Linked DNA regions of Triticum aestivum: region 2 is linked to region 1. The links are chromatin contacts, called in public HiCAR-type maps. All regions are on one chromosome and are shown on one strand. The core of a region is the stretch at or near the end of the contact, and the rest is flanking DNA. Distances in the headings are between cores, read along the strand shown. Region 1 has its middle 12 kb from the start of LOC123051530. Region 2 holds the start of LOC123051531 (zinc finger CCCH domain-containing protein 53).

The links. HiCAR-type assays count read pairs that join an accessible place to other places.
Region 2: a HiCAR-type map of leaf shows a contact between it and region 1, with 5 times the contacts expected there. The contact joins the promoter of LOC123051531 here to the enhancer-like site in region 1. A contact is called at or near these places in 5 of 5 Hi-C or Micro-C datasets (leaf, root and an unstated tissue) and 1 of 1 datasets of contacts at active chromatin or transcription factors (leaf).

Annotation. Positions count from the first base shown.
Region 1 is chr2D:57,370,877-57,375,420 of IWGSC CS RefSeq v2.1, forward strand. No RefSeq gene overlaps it. Among protein-coding and RNA genes, the nearest start is that of LOC123051530, 12 kb to the left of the region's middle. Within about 2 kb of position 1,980, at least 7 of the 8 cell types and tissues checked have an H3K27ac peak or open chromatin away from gene starts, as enhancers often do. A contact at or near this core is called in leaf and root, where this site is marked.
Region 2 is chr2D:57,545,752-57,550,566 of IWGSC CS RefSeq v2.1, forward strand. It overlaps LOC123051531 (zinc finger CCCH domain-containing protein 53), which reads left to right and starts at 2,560. Exons shown (of 9, transcript XM_044474423.1): 1 at 2,560-3,986; 2 at 4,077-4,262; 3 at 4,361-4,546; 4 at 4,642-4,733. The coding sequence starts at 3,001.

The DNA.
Region 1 (4,544 bases), core at 730-3,229:
GCTTGTCAAGTCGATTAGGCTCGCACAGAAGAAAAATGTTCAGGGAGAAACATCATACCTCAACATCAGCTTAGGCTGTTGATTTGCAATTTCAATAGTTGACTTGATGGGCTCGATAGAAAATTTCTGGAGAGATACAGCAGCAGATTTTGTGCTTCCAGCTCCAGGTATTGGAATTTGGAAGCTTCCCTGGAGATGCATACATGGTTTGATTGTGTACGCAGAAGACATGCACTTTTTGAATCTTCACACGACATGTGCAAATGACCTGGTATCGAGCAAGCATGCTCTGCACTGGCCGAGAGATCTCCACACTCCACAGTGCGGTGGTCGCGTCCCGCGATTTGCGGCTGTGTCCAGCAAGCGTCCAATTGGTACCCACATGGGGTAGGTACGGGGTGCCGGATTGAGCGTACTGGTACAGTACCATTTTGCTCCATTTCCCGCTGTTTTTTTACGTGTGATCTGACCTGAGCTGACCTGACCCCTTGCGTCTACAAATCCATGGCCGGTAAAAGTTGGAGCGAGCTATAACAAACAGTACGTAAACGAGCCCATTCCAACCCCATGCATGCGGTGCATGTGCAATCTTTTTCTCATTCCTTTGCCTCTTCTGACCGAGTTTGAGTTGGAGTTGGAGTTGGGCTGTTGGAGACTGCATGCAACCTTGACTGACTGGGGACGTTGTTTTGTTCGATCCAGATGGGAAGAAGATACCACTGATCCCGTTCCGTGGCGATGGATACGCGTCTGATTGCCATCGGCCCACTGTTTCCCGCTCACGGGTTGGTGATCTGGCACTGTGTCTGCACGCACCGGACATTGTCAATTCCAAATTCCATTGCCGCGCCTCTGCTTGGCTTAGCTAGCTAGGCCGCCCACATCTATGATCTATCTAGCGCCACCAGCACCATAGCCCTACGCAGTACACGTTGCTAGCAACGGTCCAAGATGCACCATCGGCCCAGCGGCTGGTACAGTGTCCATGGTACAACTGCACATGCAATGGGGCACTACTCCTACTGGTTCTAGCAGCGGCCCGCCCATCGCGTCAGATAAATCCCTCTGCCTGCCTGCCCGCCCGATTGGTTTGCACGTACTCCTCACACATGATCGCGGCAGACAGGTGACAGGTTTGATGTAGACGACGGGTGAATAATAAGCGAGTGTGAGTGCTAATGGACAAGGAAGAGCTGTGAGCTCGCGGTGCCATGTCGCGACGGGGGGCAGCAGGGTACCGAGGGTACCACGGCACGGCCTCGCCTACATATAAGGCGCGGCAGATTAGGGTAGGCAGGGGCCTTGTCACCCGTTGGTGGTTACCTACCTCCGAGACGCCGATCAATTACGCCGAACGCATTCGTGCCCGGCCGATCCCCGTCGGGATCCCGTCCGGTCCGGGTCGCCATGAGTGCCTCGCCATGTGACCCGTCGCAGGCAGGCCCCCCACGGCATTCACGGAGGAGGACGCTGCTGTGCCCTTTTAAGTGTCTGGTATTCGCAGACAGAGACAGCGGCCCGTCAAGTTGGCACGCAGCCTCCAGCCAGCTCCCGCGCCTGCTTGGCTGAGTATAGTACGAGTCTACAGATTTGTACAACTAAATCGTATACATACGCACGTACGTACGTATCTCCGAGAGGCTCATCTTGCATCTCGAGGAGTTGAGCTCATACGGTTTCTGGATAAAAATTTGCAGTCAGTCAGTCAACACGTAGATAACAATACAGTATGCCGGTTGTGGATGTGGTGAGATCCAGGCAGCCAGCCCAGGGGAGGAGCGACATCCAGTGGTACTGGCTGTGGCAATTACTACTTTAGTTTGATGATTGCCATCTGACTGTGCAAGGACGACACAGGGCACATGGTGCTGAATCAGCGCGACCCAGACCGCGCCCGCCATGTTGCGCCTGTCCGTCCTCTCCGTTGGACGGGCCGGCCGGCTCGCTCGCTCGCTCGTGCCTACAGCAAGCAGCGCACGCTAGGCCGGGGCCGCGGGGCCCGCCGCTTTCGGGCCGGGCCCGTGGTTAACCCGACGGCTCAGACGAGGCCTGCTCGTTCTGTTTCGGCCGGAGGAGAGGAAAGGCGGGCGGGCGGCTTTCCCGTTTGACGCCATGTAAGGCCGAAAACGACAGTGGAATGCCCGCGCGCGCCTGCGTTCGTTTTCCCTTGGACCCGGGTCGCGCTCGCATCCATCCTAGTAGGAGTACGTACTACGCCGGGTGTGCGGTTCGGGGATTCAATCAGGGCGTCGGGACTGCGCTGCGCATGTGCGCCACCGGCAGCACGCACTCGTGCTGTGCTGCCTGGCTGATACTGTGGAGCCGATCGGACCGGGCGAAATGGGAGGGCACGGCCACGCAGCCGTGTTCGACTCGTCGTGCTGGTAGGGGGCCCTGAGCCCCGAGGCCAACTCCAACGCGACCCCAAATGGTCCGGCCGCGTCGAAACGGACACACGCTGAACGGCGCGTGCCCGTGTCCTCCCCTAACCCGCCCGTCGCTGTCCCTTCCCCAGACCCCCCTCCCCCCTCCGAACCCTACCCCCGCCATCGCCGCCGCCGCCATTTTCTCGGCCACCTCGCTGTCCAGCCCGGCACCCCCTCCCGCCCCCACCCCCTGCCCCTGGTGGCACAAGAGAGAGTGGATAATTTTTTTCCCATTGAAATCTAATGCAAATGTAGCATATAAAATCCCTATGGGAGGCAATCATATGAATCAAACCATCGACATAGCAAAATATTCAACGAATTACAGCCTTATAAAAATCAGAAAGTCTTTGAACCAAAGGACTTCAATTTCTCGGTTTAGTCACATGTTTTCATTGTGCCACTGGGACTTAAGAGCACGATATCATTTTTTTAGATTGTGAAGAGCACGAAATCAATGTGGCACATAAACTGAGAAGCATAGCCGGTGGAACTTTTAGATACACCCTTGGCGTGTGCGCCTAACATTTTACTTCCCCACTTCTAGTGCAACAATTTTGAGGGAGACATTGTTTCCCCAAGGGATGAAGTCCATCTTGTCACCTGATGGCGAGCTCAAGCAAACCATGCGACGACACGAATTGATTTGGTTGCAACAAAGAGTAGTCGAAGCATTTTCAGAGCATGCAAAGTTCGTTGAACTTCCAAGAAAAATGAATCAAAGGGTTTGATGGGGAACTCCGACGTTTAGAGATAGGAGCGAGCTTTGGTTTTCCTTTTGAAAAGAAGCAGAGAAAATGGGCACGTACTACACCTATCATATTGCTAATTTTCAACTCCAAATTTCATTCACAAACTGATAAAAAACCATGAATATTTTCTAAACTTTTCACAACAAAATCTAATTTGGCATTTCCTATTAAAATCTGAATTTAACTCTTTAATGTTTTTCACTCTGCAGATAGAATTGTAACATAACCAAAAGTGTCAAAAAGTAACATTTTCACATTTGATAATTTGGTAAAATAAAAGAGAATATATATCGAGTACTACCATGACTTAGGATGCTACCATGCATCAGTGCTAGCAAGTCATGGTAACTCAACAAAAAATTTAAAATTAAAATTAATTGAGTGAAATGGTACAAATACATCAACAACGTCAGAACATATGAATTCCAAATACAACCACGATCTAGCAAAAAGATTTAAAGTAGTGAATTTGAACAAATTACTTCTTTAATATTACCAAATTTTAACTCCAAACTCAATTCGCATACCGTGAACAGGAAAAGCAAATTCACCTGTAAATAGTAGCTGAGAATTCTACCCGTGGTAGGATTTGAAGGTATTTTTCACGTTTAAATTTCTGTTTACTTTCTGTTAATATATCTTGTGTCAATACACCTAGTATCTTGATTTCCTGACAAATTGGCACTAGATATTTTCCCCAAAAACGAAAATATAAGCTGAGAGGCATAGCCGGCGGGCACTTTTAGATACACCTGGTGCGTGTCCCTAGCATTTTACTTCCCTGGTTCCAGTGCAATAGTTTTGATCAAGACGTTGTCTCCCCAAGGGATGAAATCCATCTTGTCACTTGATGACGAGCTCAAGCAAACCATGTGACGCTACACATTGGTTTCGTTGCAACAAAGAACAGTTGAAGCATTTTACAACACACAAGTTTTGTAAGAATTTCATAGAAAACAGACCAAAGGGTTTGAAGGGAAACTCGGGAATAATAGATAGGAGTGAGCTCCGCTTGGCGTGAGCGTTTAGCTATCTATTCTTTTATAGTCGTGTTTAGCTATCTAAAAAATAATCAACAATAGAGATAGGAGGGAGATGGCCCATATCAATTATATCTATCGCTACAACTTTCCAGAATGCTGTGACAAGATTGCATGAAATGCCGGATACTAGATGGTGTAAACCACACCCAGGATACACAAAATTAAATGTTGATACAGCCTTCTTTGCAGATGAAGGGAGTGGGGCAACACCGGCCGTTATCAGGGATGTAAGGGAAAACTTCATCGCCGCGCGGTGTAAGTTTATACCTGTACGTAGCTGCAGATGCAATTAGGACGTAGGCAATGGCCATAAGAGACGGGCT
Region 2 (4,815 bases), core at 1,310-3,809, 180 kb after region 1:
TTCGCTCGCCGTGCGCAGGGCAACAGAGCCACCGGGCATATTTTCGTTCACAAAACGCAAAAGGAGAAAGGAAGAAGAGAGCAAGTGGGCACTTGGTCGGAACAGCCGATGCGACTGACACTCGATCCGGCCACACGCTCGCCCACACGGTGACGCGGGACACCGGATCGGGACAGGCCACGGCCCCCTCCCTCCATGTGAGGCTCTGAAACTGGGAGCGCCTTTTCCCCCTTTCTTTTTCGTACGCGCCGGTGGGCCCCACGCTCCAATCTACTCCCCCCGTATCGTAAACAAGCAATTTTTACGTGAACACTCACCCCCTACGTACCCTGCGCGTGTGTGTGCGTCTGACAGTGCGACGCGAATCATAGACTAATCGAAAGCAAGATCCATCCAGTTCAAAAACACCACTCCCATTCCTACAATTTGAACCGCGCTAGCTAGAGGACAAGCGACCGTGGCCCGTCCGACTCGCTGTCAGACATGGCCATGCACAGAGCGGATTCAATACGGCGTGTCACATGCGCCGCGGCCACAGAGCGGCGAGCGCGCTGTCTGTCGACGGGCCGCCGTACATTTGACGAGTGACCAGTGGACGTACCTACGAACGGAGCACGCATGGTTGCGCGGTAGCGGTTGTGCCCCGTTCCGTCCAGACAGGCGACATGACGTGGTCACGCGACGTCGTATCTATTTCCCCAGCTGTGGCCTGTGGCGCAGCCGGCGTACGTGCTAATTCTGGTAGGAGTAGTTTACTGGTCATCGAAAGATTGTTCCTACTTGCTCGTAAGACATTTCTGCCAGGTTCAATCATTGCTACCTCCATACGGTATGAGCCGGAAGTGAAGAGGTGAAAGAGACGGAGACGGCGACGTGGCCCTCCGAAATCTTATAAATCACATATACTGCCCTCCACCATGATGCCATCGGTGAACTCGTTTTTGCCACGGTTGGTAGAAAACGGAAAGGAGTACGGCACCGGGCTGGACGATGGACAAGCGAAAACAGCCGCGGGCAGGGCCTCCATGTGCGCGCGCACGGGATGCCAGTCCTCGCCGCGCCGTGCCGTGCCGTGGCTGCGCGCGCGCAGGGCGGGGCAAAGGCCACCGCGCGTGCACGCGAAAGGCGGTGAAAAGAGAGGAGTCGGGGGCCGGGCAACGGCGACCAACCAGGCGCGCGCGCGCGGCAAAAGCCCCCGTGCATTCCCCCAGGGTCGTCGCTTCTTTTCGCGCGCCAAATCACCCCTGGCCCGTGGGCATCAGCGCCAATCGCACTTGGCTTTCGGCTTTCCCCTACCCCCCGACCAAGTTCACGGCCTGTTTCCCACGACGCGAGGCCGTGAACTCCAGCCGCTCCCGGCTTTCGCCGCGCACTGGCCGCGCCAACGGATGATGATCGATCACTCGCGCGACCGGCGTCGCGATCGGCCGGGAGACCGACCCGCACGGTCGCATGTCAATCCGATCGGGGCAGGAGGCACGTAACACGAGCTGACGCGGCAGCGGCACGGGGGACAGACAGCGCCCGTCGCGCGCCCAACAACAAGCAAACAGAGCACGCCGGGCCCGCCGCCGGAAAGTGACGTGGAAATTGCGGTTTATCCCAACATTTTTTTCTTCCACGTATGCTCCATTATTCGGTTGTGCATGACAGGAGAGTATTTTACACTCGAAATTTTGGGTTTGATCCGTGGCCAGTGGAGGCCGAGGGAGGAGGAAGGAAGGAAAGCGACGGCGAGAAGGACGTACGCGAGCAACGGAGGATGACGGGGAGCGCGCTCGCTCGACGCCCCGACCCCGATACGTACTCCCCGCTCCGTGCGGCTCGTCCCAGAAAAAGCCACTCGTCCGTTTGCAGAAGCAAAAAATTTGGCGTCAATTAGGGCCACTAATAAGATTAGTACTAACTAGAGAACAATAATCATCTGGAGCAGCAAAAGGAGACGAATAATCGAGTTTACACAGCAGTGGGGCAAGCGACAAGGATCTGGGAGTAAACAAACGCTGTGAAGCGACGGAAAGGCGAGGCGAGGCTAGTAGCTTTAGCTCGGCTACGGGCATCAAATCAAACGGAGGAAAGGAGTATAAAAATGCCGGGCCGGGCCGGGCGCCATTCTTATCGCGAAAGGCCGCCGCAGCGGCAGCAGCAACGCAGCAGCGCAGCGAGGGAGCAGCGGCGACGCGGCAAAGGACAAAGCGGGGCGGGACGGGACGGCGACCGGAGTGGGCGCCGCCGCGTGGGCCGCTGGGCCCCGGTCCGGTCAGCACCCCAGATCGCGGCCATTCCAGTCAATCACACACGCACAGATCCACCCCGCCCGCGCACGCAGCGGTAACAACAGTAAAAACGAGAAATCACAGCGCAGCACGGTTTTTTACCGCCGGGTTGATTGATTGGATGGCGGTACTATTGGTAATTTGGCGTTCCTATCCGTCCGCCCGGAGAGCACAGGAAGAATGCAGGGAAAAGAAAAGGCGGTGACAGAGGCGTTGGATCGAGTTTTTATAAATGGGGGCCACGGAGATCCAGATCTATCTATCCCGCCTCCCTCCCTCCCCTCTGAGACGACGAGCGGGGAAAAAACATCGCAGCGGCAGATAAAAACACCGCAGGACAGACGCGTTTTGCGGAAACCCCCTCGCGAGGTTTCGCCAATCGCCGGCGGCTCCCTCGTCATCTCCGCTCCTCTCCTCCCGGGAAAAGGGACGGCGGGCGGGCGGCCAGCTTATACATAGGGAGATTGGGATACAGCGCGAGGGGGACGGAAGGGAAGGTGCGCACCACCCTCGTGCTGCCGCTGCCGCAAGTAGTATAGCTCGCTCGCTAGCTAACCCTCGCTGCCGCCCACGAACGAGGGAGCTCTCGGGGTTATTCATGGAGCTGCTCGTCTCCGGCTCCAGCTCGCTCTCTAGCTAGTTGTTGTTGTGCTGTGCGACGAAGGAGGAAGAAGGGGTGTGAGGTTGTTTGCTAGGTTTCGTTGAGTGAGCTTGGTCGATCGGCATGGACGCGTACGAGGCGACCAAGGTGGTGTTCGCACGGATCCAGGGGCTGGACCCGGACCACGCGGCCAAGATCATGGGGCTGCTGCTCATCCAGGACCACGGCGAGAAGGAGATGATACGCCTCGCCTTCGGCCCGGAGGCGCTGCTGCTCGCCGTCATGGCCAAGGCGCGCAAGGACCTCGGCCTGCTCCCGGCCTCGCCCACCTCCGCCGCCCACTCCTCGCCCTTCATGCTGTCGCGCCAGAACTCCGGCCGCGGCGGCTGTGGCGGAGGAGGCACGGCGCCCTCGCCGCTGTCGGTCTCCTCGCCCTCGTCCTGGGCCACGCAGCCGGTGTTCTCCAGGAGCAACAGCGTCAGCAATGGCGCCGCGGAGGAGATGGCGGGCGTCGGGGAGGAGCAGCTGATGAGCCCGGCCAACGGCGGCGGGGGCCCGCAGTCGCCCTTCTTCGGCGGGGACTCATCGCTGATCCTCGACGAGCTCCACCTGCAGGACCAGCTCGCGTTCCTCACCGAGGGAGGCATGGGCGGCGGGGGAGGGCGTCAGCAGCTCCCGCTGTTCGACGGCGGCGAGTGCCGAAGCCCCGGCGGCGGCGACGGCGGGCTCTTCCCGTACGGCGCCGGGTGGGCCAACGGCGGGCCCGGGCACCGCAGGAGCGCGTCGGTGAGCGAGCTCTGCTTCGGGGGCGGCGACGGCCTCGGCTGGAAGCCGTGCCTCTACTACGCGCGCGGGTACTGCAAAAACGGGAGCGCCTGCAGGTTCGTGCACGGCGGCCTCCCCGACGATCTCGCCGGCGCGAAGATGGACCAGGCCGCCGTGGAGCAGCAGTGCCAGGACTTCCTCCTCCGCTCCAAGTCCCAGCGCCTGGCCGCGGCCGCCGGCTTCGCCTACTCCCCCACCGGCTCCCTCCCCGGCTCCCCCTCCGCTGCGAGCAAGTGCCTCAGCTTGCTCCTGCAGCAGCAGCAGCAGCAAAACGACGGCCAAAGGTACTAAATACCCACCACCCTCGCCAACTACGAGCTCCTAGCTCTCGTTTCTACCGGCGGGCATCTCACCGGTTGCTCTCGGATTCGCAGGGCGGCGGCCGCGGCTGCCGCAGCAGCGCTGATGCTGGGCGGCGACGAGGCGCACAAGTTCATGAACCGCCCCCGTCTCGACCGCGGCGACTTCGCGAGCATGATGAACCCGGGGTCCCGGCAGATTTACCTCACCTTCCCGGCGGACAGCACCTTCCGCGAGGAGGACGTCTCCAACTACTTCAGGTACCTCACCGTGCTCGCTCGCTCGCACACCACAGCTCTACCTCCGCTCTGCCTGCAAGACTCGCCGGGATTAACCGTGCTCTTCCCCTGAACCGCAGCATCTACGGCCCCGTCCACGACGTGCGCATCCCCTACCAGCAGAAGCGCATGTTCGGGTTCGTCACCTTCGTCTACCCGGAGACGGTGAAGCTGATCCTGGCCAAGGGCAACCCGCACTTCATCTGCGACGCGCGCGTGCTCGTCAAGCCCTACAAGGAGAAGGGCAAGGTCCCCGACAAGTTCAGGCAAGCCGCCCACGGCGACCTTTGCCGCTTGCTTCCGGCAGCAGCAACTAACCAAGACATCCCCATGACCATTTATGTCCGCTGTTGCTCTGCAGGAAGCAGCAGGGCGAGAGGGTGGACTTCTCCGGCTGCGGGTCTCCCACCGGGCTGGACGCCAGAGACCCCTTCGATCTGCACCAGATTGTTGGTTCGTCATTGTTGCAACTTCCATGTTGATTGATTGTTCATGTTCATATGCATGATGAGTGAGTGTGTGCTGAGCTGAGATT